Linked DNA regions of Mus musculus: region 2 is linked to region 1. Evidence: chromatin contacts called from public Hi-C data. All regions are on one chromosome and are shown on one strand. Each heading gives the region's core, a stretch centred on a gene start, on an enhancer-like site or on the middle of the called end of the contact. The rest is flanking DNA. Distances are from core to core; before and after follow the strand shown. Region 1 overlaps Gm42266 (a long non-coding RNA gene). Region 2 has its middle 73 kb from the start of n-TGccc3.

Region 1 (6,629 bases), core at 944-3,443:
TTTTAAATATTGTAGTTTTCTTATAAGGAGAATTTCATTAGTGTCTGGCCGGCTTTCTCTAAATCCTTTAGTCTCAGATTTTCCTTCTTCCATGAGTAGATGCTAAATACTACCATGATAGTTAATCTTGGTGGTCAACTTGAATTGATCTAGAACTAACTAAGAAGCAAGATGCTAGGCATTCCCAAGAATTTCCTTATATTATTTGAAGTGGGAAGATCCACCCTAAATGTGGGGAGCACCTCCTGTGGCAGACTAGAGAAAAGGAAGGTGGTTTGCCTTTAATCCCAGCACTTGGAAGGCAGAGGCAGGCAGATGATGATGAGTCTACATGTCAACTTCCAGGCCAGACTTTGTCTCAAAAATAGCAGAATATGTGGGGGTGCTGTTATGCTCTTATAACCCCAATTGTGTGGAGATGGAGACAGGTAGATCCTCAAGCTCTTTGGATAGCCAGCTCCTTAGCCAGAAGATAACACAAAATGGCCTCAGGAAGTTCCTGAAACTAATCAAATTCACTAGGTCCCTCCCTTCCAAGAGTAAGCAAAGACTCAGACAAGATGGGCGGCAAAAAAGAGACTGAAACAGGACAAGCTTTCTAGAAGAAACAGAGATCAAGACACTGGGGAAGGACACTCTCCAACCTTTTGAGCAGCCTGTAGGCTGTTCAGTGTGCTCCCGGTTTCTAACTTTTCTGAGCTGTCACCCATACTGGGATGAGCTTTGATGATGCAACTATCTTTAAGTCATTTCTGCTCTTGTAAGTGACCTCTCATCCATATTCCTTTAACTAACCCCAATAAAACTTATGGTTCACTGTATTGACTTTGGTGATATCCATTCTTTGATATGTCATGGGTGTCCTATGTGGGGTGAGTAGATGTGTGTGTTATGTCTCCCCAGGAAAGTCTTGTCACATAACAACGGCCTAGCCTAATTGGTGAGTTCAGGTTCAGTGACAGACACTGTCAAAATTCATGGTTGATGGCTCTTTGTGTGGTGCGCTAACAGAAATGTCCCTTATAGAGTCGCATGTATAAACGCTTGGTCCCAGGTGGTGGTGCTGTTTGGGGAGGTTACGGGACTCTTAGGAAGTGGAGTCTTCCTGAAGGAAGTACAGAACTGGAGGAGGTCTGTGAGAGTGTATAGCATTGTTCCACCCTTCGTTCACTTTCTGTGCGTCCCGTGTGTAGATGGAGATGTGACTTCTTGCTACCAAAACAGTATCTTATCCTTCTGGGGCTAAAATAAATATTGTCTTTCAGTTGCTTTTGGTCATGGTTACTTTATCACAGTCACAGAAAAGTAATATAATAAGGAACGACAGCAAAGGTTGACCTCAGATCTCCACCTGCATGTGCACACAGGTGCACTCACATAGACACAGACATACACACACATAGACACAGACACACACATAGACACATAGACACAAAGACACACATAGACATACACACAGACAGACAGACACAGACACATATATGCACAGACACACAGACACACACAGAGATATTGACAAACAGACACAGACATACACACAAAGGCATACATGTAGACACAGCCACAGAGACACACACAAACACACACAGAGACACACACACATACATAGACATACACATGGAAACAGATACAGACACACACAGAGACACACATGTAGACACATATATACACATACACACACAGACACACATATAGACACACAGACACACACACATGCACACACAGAGACACATATACTCAGACACATTTACACACAAACATACACACACACACACAGAAACACACATGCACATAAGGATTCTTCTGATTAGAACATGTCTATAAGGAAAACATCTTTTAGCCACACATAAATGTAAAAATAAGCCCAGAGGTCTATTTGGTTTATTTAGTCTTCGATAGAAATAACCGTTTGGTTATAGTTTTGTTCTGCTCTTTCTAAGGCATCCAGACGTCTGGTGGACATGCTGAATTCCCGAGCCTGTCTGGAGACATGGGTGGGCTCCGCTCCCCTGACATCTTTCCCCAGAAGCCCTTCTGTTCCTCTCCCCTTTCCCCTCCTGGATTCTTTAGCAAAAAGGCTTACAGCTTGAGAGAAAAGTTTCGAGTTCACACTTGCCGCTTCCCCTGGTGTTAAGGGCACATGGAGCCGTGCTTACCGCATGAGAAGGCTTAATGAAACTTAGCGTTTTGGTTCCTGACAACTGGCCAGTTCACATGCCACTGACTCCCAAAGGATTCATAGTAAGTCTTTAACTTGACCCTTAGAAAGCATTTAAGAAACTTCAGGGAACCCATCAAAACAAAACCCACAAGCAGACGCTGAGCTGTGAGCTGTGAGCAGCAGGCATGCACTGGTCAAGGAATTAGATTACTCAAGGTAGTGACTCATTCAGCAACTATGTAGTGTTTGTGGTCGGGGAAACCTTTGCCAGAACATGACTAAAATCTATTGGCAGCTTCTTAAAAGGAATCATGACAGGGCCTAAACCAATGAGTGTGTAAGTGTGCTGGTTTTTTTTCTTCTTCTATGTTTTTCACTAAGTCAGAATGGAGCGTAAGAAGACATCGGCCCTCCTGACGCTGGCTATTACAGCATGGTGTATGGAGCATTCCCAACAGCTGCTCAGTGGAACCAATCCCACACACAGCTCTGTGTTTGGGTGTGGACGTGTGTGTGTGTGTGTGTGTGTGTGTGTGTGTGTGTGTGTGTGTGTGGTGTGGTGTGTGTGTGTGTATGTATGTGTGTGTGTGAGGTGTGAGGTGTGTGTGGTATGTGTGGTGTGTGTGTGTGTGTGTGGTGTGTGTGTGGTGTGTGGTGTGTGTGTGGTATGTGTGGTGTGGTGTGTGTGTGTATGTATGTGTGTGTGTGAGGTGTGTGGTGTGTGTGGTGTGTGTGGTATGTGTGGTGTGTGGTGTGTGTGTGTGTGTGTGTGTGTGTGTGTATGTGTGTGTGGTGTAACAACTGGCAAAGAAATCAGACTTCAACTGTTAAAGATTTGTTCTTGATAATTTGTTTACATTTATTTATTTAATTTTGTGTGTCTGTGTGTGTTTGCATGTGCTGGGCACTCACGGAGATTAGAGAACAACTCTGATTATCAGTTAGGTCTCTTCATACATCACATGGTTCTGAGGACCAAACTCAGCGCATCGGGCTTAGTGGCAAGTATGTTTACTTCTTAAGCCGAGATCCCTCCAGTGCTGTTCTTGGTCATTTAAAGAAAAGCCTAGATGAAGGTATCCAAATGTGGTTCTTGTGTGAGGTGCTTAGGACTGTTGTAAGCTCCACTAACAGAGTGGCTTAGCAGAGATTTCTTTTCTCAAAATTCTGGAGCTGAGTAGTCTGAGATGGAGGTGGGCTTGAGATGGTCGCTGGCTGTGTTCTGTGCTCTTGGCTTGTAGAAGCACGATTCTTGCCTGCTTTGGCACAGGATGCTACCCTTGCGTGTACAACTCTGAGTGTCCTCTGGTAATAAGGACACCAATACTGGGTGTGTGTGGGGGTCCTTCCTGCTCCAGCATCATCTTCCCGTCCTAATCCATCACATCTGTAGCATGCCTGTTTCTAAATTGTCACGTTCTTAGGTACAAGGGCTAAGACTTCACAGTCTGAGTGTGGTGGAGAGGAAGAAGATTGGACACGTAACAGTACCTATCAGCTAGAGATAAGGAAGAGAGATGAACGAGCCGATGGAAAGTATGTCTTGTGACTCAGTCCATAAAAACGTTCAGAGTTTTCAAAAAGCTTGAATCCATTTTGCATTATAAGGAATTACCATTTAGAGAGATTCAGTCACCTCAAACGGAGAATTTAGCCCAGCAAATGTATTTTCTCATCGCCTGAGTAGTGTCACGTCCACACCATAGCACAGAAGAAAGAAAATGCCACACACCAAGTCAGTGGTTAAGACGGGGCACAGGAAGATTAGCAATGCGAGAGAGGTGGGGCACAATTGGCAAAACTCTGAGAAAAGAATTTGCTTATGGATCTGATGTTTTGAGAAAGGCTGAGCACAGCTGCATACCCCACACTCCTGGGGCAGCAGAGTGAATTGATGTGGGTGCCCAGTAATGCTACTGCAAGTAGAGTGGATTATATAAACCAGGGTAAGCATGCTCAGCAAAGAGATGCTCATGTTGGCATAGTCAAAGAGAAGGAGTGGCAGAAAGCAGGCAGCAACGGGTGGAGTTCTGGGCCCCAGGAAGGTGCCAGCCCTACAGTTGAAGTTCTTTATCCCTGACTCCAGACACAAAAAAACATCTGGCATTGAAGATACATGACCAGGAAGAATATTAACTCACCTCTTCAGTAGGGACCCATGTCTGTCTGTCTGTCTGTGAAGCATTTCTGGGGGGAACACTGCCAATTGGTGTGTGTGTGTGTGTGTGTGTGTGTGTGTGAGTTTGAATGTGTGTTAGTGTGTGTGAAAATGTGTGTGTGTTTGTATGTGTGTGTGATAGTTTTGTGTGTGTGTAGGTATGTGCGGCATAGTGTGTGTGTGATATATGTGTGCGTATGTATAGTGTGGTGTGTATCTGTGTGTAGTATGCTGTGTGTGTATGTGTGTGTGTATGTGTGTGTGTGTGAGTTTGTATGTGTTTGTATAAAAAATTGTGTGAGTGTTTGTGTGAGTGTGTGTGGGTTTGTATGAGTGTGTGCTGAGTCTGTGGGGGGGTGGTAGTTGTGTATGTGTGTATGTGTGTGTGGTATGATGTATGTGTATGTGTGGTATATATATATGCGTGTGTATGTATAGTGTGGTGTATATGTATATGGTATGCTGTGTGTATGTCTGTGAGCATATGCGATTGTATGGATGTGTGTGTGTGTGTGTGTGTGAGTGTAGGTTTGTATGTGTGTATGTATGAGTCTGTGGCTGTGTGTGTATGTATGTGTGGTATAGTGTATATGTGTGTGTATGTGTGGTGCATATGTATGTGCATGTGTGGTGTATATGATGTGCTGTCTGTGTCTGAGTGTGTGTTGTAGTGCATGTGTGTGTGTGTGTGTGTGTGGTTAATGGGCCCACAACCAAACTTACACAAATTGCCAGAGGCACTAGTTCCTGTCCCCTGATTAGATTAGAGGCTCACTAAGAGAAAGGCGGTGTTCCTGGAGCATCCACAGGGTGAAGTGAGAGGGAGGAAGCCAGTTGAAGCTCTCAAGTGGCAGCTCTGACTTTTCTCTGTGGGAGCAGCTTTTGTGGAAGTCCACCACAACCAAAGGTTTCCTTGCACAGAGATGGATTTTGAGCAAGTTCATTCATTAGGAACACGGGCATCCTCTTAACTTTCTGTTATACTCCTGTATCACTTTAAAGTCTTTCTAGCTCCCTGGGGTTTTAAGTGCAACAAATCCATACACACACAGCTTTTTCCAATATATCCAGAGCCTCAGGCATCATAAAATTTTATAGCAGAAAGTGACCTTGGAAATGATCTATTTCAATGCTTCATTTCACAGATAGGGAAATTGAGTTATCCAGGGGTTAAACGACTTGTCAAAGGTTAGTATTCAGGAAGAGGTAGAAGCAGGGCTTAAACTCATTTCCTGCCCTCCCCCCCCCCTTTGTCTACCAAAATTATGTGAGATGCTCCCAGAGCTAGGCTGTAAACTAACAAAGAAGGATCTTGCTTCAAGTAGAATGCTGAATTGTGAATGGCCTTACTCTCCCTTTGTGCAGGACAGTAGTCTCTGGTATATATTCAAAGCATATGCTAATGACCACTTTTAAATTCTTGGGCAGTTCTTAAATTTCAAAGGACTAAAACAGCTGCCTAAAGAACATAAAGGGAGTAATGTGGGTTCTTTGTGGAAGGGAGAAGAGGTGTGTCCTTAGGTCTACCCTGTGTTCGCTTTGTCCACTTACCAGCCATTAACAAAAGATATTGTCAGATACTAACGCCAAGGGAATGGTTGCCAATGCCAACAGACCTTGTACACTATTCTCTGGAAGATATAATTTATCCATTGGAGAAATAAAGAACTCCTTTTAGATTTCCAGTGCCCATTTCACACATACACAAACACACACACACACACACACACACACACACCACCACCACCACCACCACCACCACCACCACCACCACCACACCACATGGTCTTAGCATTGTCTTTGATTAATTCAGACCCCTTGAAGTTCACGTCGTCTCAAGAGAAATGTGCTTCTTCTTACTGCAGAGGTTAAGTCTAAAGGAAATTGAGTGTGTTTGCTCGATTTTAGTAGTTTGACCTCTGAATATATGGTCAGCCAGACGGGGAGGTGGGAACAGGCCATCCACAAGCTGAATTAAAGCGGAGTCCTGGCATCGCTCAGGAAAGCCTTCCCCCACCTGCTTCTCATTTCCTCTAGTTATTTCTGGTAATGAAGGTTGGAACTGTGGCTATATATTTTGAAGGTCTTGAAGGTCTATATATTTTTCTCTTATACAATATGCTAGTGATTAAGTATATGTCTCTGTCCACAGGAAAAAGACAAGACCTAAATGTTCCTGAAAGAATAGGAAAACCCCTTTAAGGACATTTCCTTAAAGGTTGACCACACCTGCCTTTCGACTTGCCTCGTACAGTTCTGCTTGGAAGTCTGTCTGCCACAGTGCAGTCTTCTGACCTGGCCATTGTCATC
Region 2 (6,357 bases), core at 766-3,265, 120 kb before region 1:
ATCCAGCGCGTGCTGTGGTTTGAACAAAAAATGACCCCAGGGTCTGGCGGTGCAGCCTTGTTGGAGGAAGTACATCACTGGGGCAGGCTTTGAAATGAAAAGGCCTCCTTTACCTCCAGTTTGCTCTCACTACTTCATGCTTGGGGTTCAAGATGTGAGGTCTCAGCTATAGTGCATTCTCCATAATTATTACCTGGTCCAAACTATCAGCCACGCGGTAAGAGATGCCCTGCTGGAGAGGGAAGACTCGATGTTATAAAGTAGGGTTAAAACAAAGCCACTTCAAAATAATGATAATGTCGCTGCTGTGTAGTCTGGGATTCCTAAAATGCACAACAGCCACAAAAATGTCCTCATTCTTCCTTCAAGCATAATAACTCAAAGCGGCCCTGTAAGAGCGCAGCGGAATCACCGGAGCAGCGTGAAGGGACGTGGAGGGGTGTGAGCGTCAGAGCGTCTGATCAGCAACACTGTGAGCGCTGTGCTTGTTCTAGTTGAAGCTGTTTCTGCATGCTGACTACTCCAGTTCACTGGTGACTAGCAACAGCAGGAATGTGAGAGCTCCGTTCCAGAATTACTGAAACCACCCAGGCAACTTAAATACATTTCCGTCTCAAAACATCGGCAAAATGTTCCAACTTTTAAAATGCTAACAAAATATGAGGAGCCATGGTGAAGTTGACCTACATTCTAGGGAGGCTGAGAAGGGGGCGGGGAAGGCTGCACTAGTGGAGTTCAGAATAAATGCAAGGTTGCGGGGATGCTGTCTATGAAGTCACTCCCTCGTCTCTCCATTTCCATTTCAGTGTCCATGTATTTCCTGATCTCTGCACTGTGTGCTTTCTTCCATTGGACGGATCGCACACTTAGATAACTTGGTCGTTTTTCTCTTAGGCAGACTTTCATTCTGCAAAACCGGGAGAATTCCTGCACTATTGTATATAAACTAATTCAAACTTTATGAATGAGCAGCGGGGACCGTTTCCACGGACTGTTTTAAAGGCCTGTGGTACCAAGAGTAAGCAAAACCGATCCATGAAGTTAATGCTGCTTCCCATAATGTAGAATCTGGTTCTTCTCACTGTCCAAATGCTAAAGGAGAAACTAGTGCCATGGTGGGGGTGCTGGCAGGGTGGGGGGAAACAATGCCTTCCTCAGCGTTTCAAAACCGTTCACATCAGCTTGAGCACGGAAGCCATAGGAAAAGCTCTGTTTTACCTACCGTAATTACGGTATACCTCACAGCAACTCTCCACATTATCCACTTTCCCCCCTCCACTCAACTTCTCTCAATGATCTCTGGAAACCATTAACCAAAAGTCCTGGTCCAATTTTCCTCTTCCCCCTCCTCTGTGTCCTCAGTCTTGCTGGCGTCCAGACAAAGCAAACTTGTATTACATCACAAAGCAAACTCATTTTTTTCTCTAAAGCAGCCCATTGGTCAGTTACCGCTACTGGAACCAACACTGTCACAGTGTGGTCTTTGTTACTGAGTGCTGCTTGTAAAAAATATATATATACATACATATAAGTTTCCCAGTACTGCTTTCCTCTGCTAAAAAGAGGAAGCGTCTAGCCGGGTTCCACCCATGCAGTAAACTAGACATTACCTTATATACAAGAGCCTCTATGGCATTCCTCGGGCACTGACTGCTGCAGAATTCCTGCACTAGGCTGCACGCTGCAGGCCACAAGCTTCCCTGGCTCACTCACCCTCCTTTCTGCTTTGGCTGCTCTACTCTATCTATCTATCTATCTATCTATCTATCTATCTATCTATCTATCTATCTATCTATCTATCTTTCTTTCTTTCTTTCTTTCTTTCTCTCTCTCTCTCTCTCTCTCTCTCTCTCTTTCTTTCTTTCTTTCTTTTTTTCTCTCCTTCCTTCTTTCTGTCTCATTTCCACTGCCTCACTGTGTTTTTGTGTAAATGCTCTCTCTCACATGACTCAACAAATCCATCTGCCCGAAGCAGGCCAAGTCTGGAGCCCTCCCAGGAGGGAGGAGAAGAATTGCTTTGTGGAAAGGACTTGGAGCGCTGCCCTTCCTCTGGCTCGAATTACCCGCCTGTCAGGCCTGACGGATCTGGCTAAAAATAAAAGGAAGCGGGCTGTGAAAAGCAGATGAATGGGCTCAGCAGCTCCTCAGATAACACAGACCTGCTGTTGCCCAGAGCTTCCCAAACAGAAACTTCAAATGTGCGACCTCTGAGTGCAGCTATGTGGCTTCCAGGTGATCATGCTGTCTGACCCACCAGAGTGGTGTCGCAGCCTGGATTTTGATTTTAGCACCCCCCCCAACCTCAGTGTGTGTGTGTGTGTGTGTGTGTGTGTGTGTGTGTGTGTGTGTGTGTGTGTTAGAAAGAAAGAGAAATAGGAAGAGAAGGGGAAATAAAGTCTCGTACAAAAAGGTTCTCAGAGCACAGCTGAATTCAGTGGAGTGATGGCTTCTCACGTTTTAAAACAATATTGTTTCCACTACAAAATTCTCCTCCACACCAGACATTTTCAGTCTCCCGATGATGTCACTCCTCCATTCAGAGCCAGCAAAGAGTTAACAGTCCTTCTTGTAAGTGTATGGCCAGCGCCTGCAGTGGGTATTAAGCACTTAGGTTTGCCATGTAATGACACACTGTAACAATCTGTAATATGAAACATCAGCAAAGCTCTGGCTCTGAGGCTCGCTCTCCCCACCATTAGCCATATGTTTGGCTCCTCAGATAGCCAAGCGGGTGTTCCAGCATGCCATCTGGTTTCTATCCACACAGGCAACTGCAAAGCAAGGGCTGTACCCCTCTGGAGCTGTGTGTTTCTTATCCCTGTCCTCCCCTTTCCCCCCTCCCAGCTCCTTGGTTCCCTTGCAAGAGAATTCTCTGCCATTCATCACATGCAAAGAAAATGTTACCTGACCTGGCAGCAGTGGAGCCATTAAGAATGCACAGCTGAACTGTAAACACGCCAGAGGGTCCTTTACAGAATCTCCTCAAGTCAGTCTCCCCCCCCCCACACACACACATTCTCTACTCCTTCCTCATCCCCTATGACTGCAGACACTTGATCCAGCATGTTAAAAATAGGTACATTCTTGATAGAACCAGAGTTTGCTGTGGTGCCCTTCACAGTCACTTCACATACTGACAGGAAGGCTTTAACTCACACATGTGTGAGTGCGCACTCGCTCGCACACACACACACACACACACAGGCAAACGCATGTTTGTCTCAACATTCAATTAGCTTGGTGTCAGTGTCACACAGGATGACACACCCCTGACTCACTTCAGGAATCAATCCCTCCTGCTCCTAGGTATTCGACTGCTATTGTTTAATTTTCTGATGGTTCTTTCCACTTCAAGACACGAAACAGGGAGACAGATGAGGCAGGCACTCTGGAACAGGAGCTCGCAGCCATTTTCAGGCAACTGATGACTGACCGAAGAATGCCTTCTTCCTTCTGCATTTTCCAGGGGTGAAAGCACACAGCAAAAATAATCTCCCTCCTCTTGCCTGAACCCCTGATGCCGGGATTACAAATGTGTTATGTGTGTTATGCTGGGTGATGTGGTGCTGCGGATCAAACCTAGGGCTTTGTTCATGCTAGATAAGTACTCTGCCAACATAGCTGCTTCCCCAGGCCTGCACTTTAACAGCATGCAGAAATGGTACATGCTGTTGGAACTGATAGGATTTTCCTAGAGCTTCGCCTTCACAGGATTTGAAGCACTCTATACTCTTTTAACTGCATATTGGGGTATCTGATATACATAAAAATTGTCTCCTTGTTTCTGTAGAAATTGCAATTCATTTTGCTGCATTAAGAGATCATTAATTAGGGATTAATATTTGCCACATCTTATTTAAAACGCTGGTTTCTTACATACGAAAAAACGAAAGAAAGACTATCATTAGAAAGTGACTCACCAGAATGTCAGATTGTCCCACATGGTAGACTGGAGAGGATCTGTCAGGGAGTTCTGTTTATTCAGTCTAACAAGGGTGCCAGGAAGGCCACTAACTATGCAAACTTCTTAAGCCCACTGCCTTTGTGGATCCATACTTTCGTAATCACAATATACGCTGCATTAGCTAACAGAGCCATTAAGATTCTGTTTTTGCAGGTTTTAGAGAATGATGCCAAAGAGAACTTGTAATTTAGAAAGCTTTAGGAAATAACCCAGATGATTAGCCCAAATATATATAAAATATATATTATAAGTAATATATATTATAGTACAACAGTATGCATATATTATTTTAATATGCTCTGTCTTAATATACAAATTATTAATGAGATATTTTACATTTTACACTGGCTCTTGAAATAATATGGACTGTTCACATATAGCATCTACCAATGTGCACTAGTCTTAATTCCAGGACTTTGGCTACCTGTGGATAGTGGTGACTGCTGGGCAGCAGAGATACAGATTTTATACACAGTATAGGTCAAAGGATGTACAGATGTTTTCTCATAAGCAATAGCACAAGATCCAAGTGTAGGAGAGGGAGGCTGAGTCTGGGAAATGGATTTAAGCTGCTTGCACAGTCAATGCCAAGAATGAGGAAAAGGTTATAGCTTAGGGCCAGGACAGGAAAAATAGGGTGGCCTGAAAGAGTCAACCAAAGGATATTTCTAGAAATAAATCAGGGGGAAAAAAGACTTGTCACTTAGAGAGATGAAAGAAAGGGAAATGTCCAATAGGGATGTGGTTATTTGTTGTTGTTGGTGGTGGTAGTGGTAGGTTGTCTCTCTGTGTGTCTGCGTATCTGTGTATACGTGTTTTAATGTTATAACGCATGTTTTCAGTGAAATGTCACTGAATGCATGTTTAAGGTAAAATCTAGATATGTCTCTGCAGTTGAGTAAAAGCTATTGACTAAACCCTTGCTAAGTATTGCTCATGGGTGAGGCAGTGCTACGCACTAGGGGCGGCAAAGCTTTGGGACAGCTGAACCTTCTGTTGTTTCCAAGACAGGATCTCTAGTGTGTGGGGTCCATGCTGACCTTAACATCACTAGGAAGCTCTTGCAGGCCTCGGACTCACGATCGTCCTGTACCTACCTACCAGCGCACACACAACACATGGCCACAAGCATTACTTCTGAGGGGCTCGAATATGATGTCGGGGACTGAATAGCAAAGGAGAGGAATGTCTTAGAGGCCTACAAGATGCTAAATGTAACTTAGAATTTTTTTCTATAAAGTATTCAACAGACTTCTGCTTTGGTTCGGAGTGGGTCTTTCAGGCAGCAGAGTCCACACCAACTGACTTGACATGATTCAGGATTTGAGTTCCTGTTTGTATTCAGCTGTGCTGAATTAAGAAAATCCCAATACAGGCAACCACAGAGATTGATCACTCACTATCTGAACCGTATGATAAAAATGTGGAGAAATTTTCAGACAAGGCCCGGCTCTCTGCTCTCTTATTGCTGGCTCAGAATCCAACTTGACAGGAAGAAAACTGAATGCTTTGCTAGGTCAAACACTATGGGCAGTGCCTGCCCCGTATTCCGGAGAGGAGCAGACGTGACAAGCAAGCTAGCCAGGTTTTGCCAGGCTTTGCAGTCTTTCATTTGATGATTTGCTATTCTGCCTCAAATTCCTCCAAATGCTTAAAAAATTAAGTCAGATTTAATTGCAAAGTTTAATAACTTGTGTAATTAATTGAGTGTGTAGTCCAACAACTGTTCAAACTCCTTAAAACAAGGAACATTTGAGACATACAGTGAGTTCGGTCTCTGGGTTGCCAACCTGCACAGATGACTGCAGCCCACAGGGCTCCAAAGCCTGGGCAGGTGATCCACTTGCTGAATAAGTGTGACAGAAGCAATCTGATGGCTCAATTTATGAGTAGAATCAGGCTAGAATCTATACAACACGGCTATGCAAGTTCCTGAGCAGTGGTAACTTCTGGGCTTGCTAATTCCAGTTGTCAACATGACACGCCTGGGAAGAGGGACTCTCCAGTGAGGAACTGTCTCCTTTGGAACGGCCAGTAAGTGTATCTGTGGGGCATTTTGTTGGTTGCCCATTGATGGAGAAGGGAATCGGCCACCATGAGCATGCTGCCCCACCCCCATCCCCACCCCAGGGAGGGCAGGGAGTTCTGAGTTACAGAAGAAAGCTAGCTGAGTAGATGTGTCCAGTCAGCCTGTAAGTAGTGTTCCTCTGGGAATTCTCCTCAGGTTCCTGCCTTGATGGACAGTAAGATGATAAAAGCTCTTCCCTCCATAATCTAGAACAATTTGTGAGAAATTCAGCTATAGAAGAGAAAATTAAGGGGAAAAATTAGGGGGGAAATGGGGGGGGGAAGCACGATTTTCAAGTTACCTTGATAATCTAATTCAACATTTC

What was found. Hi-C and Micro-C count contacts between places; a contact is called where the count stands out from the background.
Region 2: a Hi-C map of muscle stem cells shows a contact between it and region 1, with 2.7 times the contacts expected there. The contact joins two enhancer-like sites. A contact is called at or near these places in 1 of 15 datasets of contacts at CTCF or cohesin (the NIH/3T3 cell line), 11 of 484 Hi-C or Micro-C datasets (CD4 T cells, adipose-derived mesenchymal stem cells, cranial neural crest and 5 more) and 1 of 115 datasets of contacts at active chromatin or transcription factors (CD8 T cells).

Annotation. Positions count from the first base shown.
Region 1 is chr4:32,175,730-32,182,358 of GRCm38.p6, reverse strand. All of the region lies in intron 1 of Gm42266 (a long non-coding RNA gene), which reads left to right. Among named protein-coding and RNA genes, the nearest start is that of Gm42266, 7.7 kb to the left of the region's middle. Within about 2 kb of position 2,193, at least 159 of the 459 cell types and tissues checked have an H3K27ac peak or open chromatin away from gene starts, as enhancers often do. A contact at or near this core is called in embryonic fibroblasts, muscle stem cells, myocytes and 1 more, where this site is marked.
Region 2 is chr4:32,299,594-32,305,950 of GRCm38.p6, reverse strand. It overlaps a transcript of Bach2 not described here. Among named protein-coding and RNA genes, the nearest start is that of n-TGccc3, 73 kb to the right of the region's middle. RefSeq lists an enhancer at 541-4,048. Within about 2 kb of position 2,015, at least 247 of the 459 cell types and tissues checked have an H3K27ac peak or open chromatin away from gene starts, as enhancers often do. A contact at or near this core is called in embryonic fibroblasts, muscle stem cells, myocytes and 1 more, where this site is marked.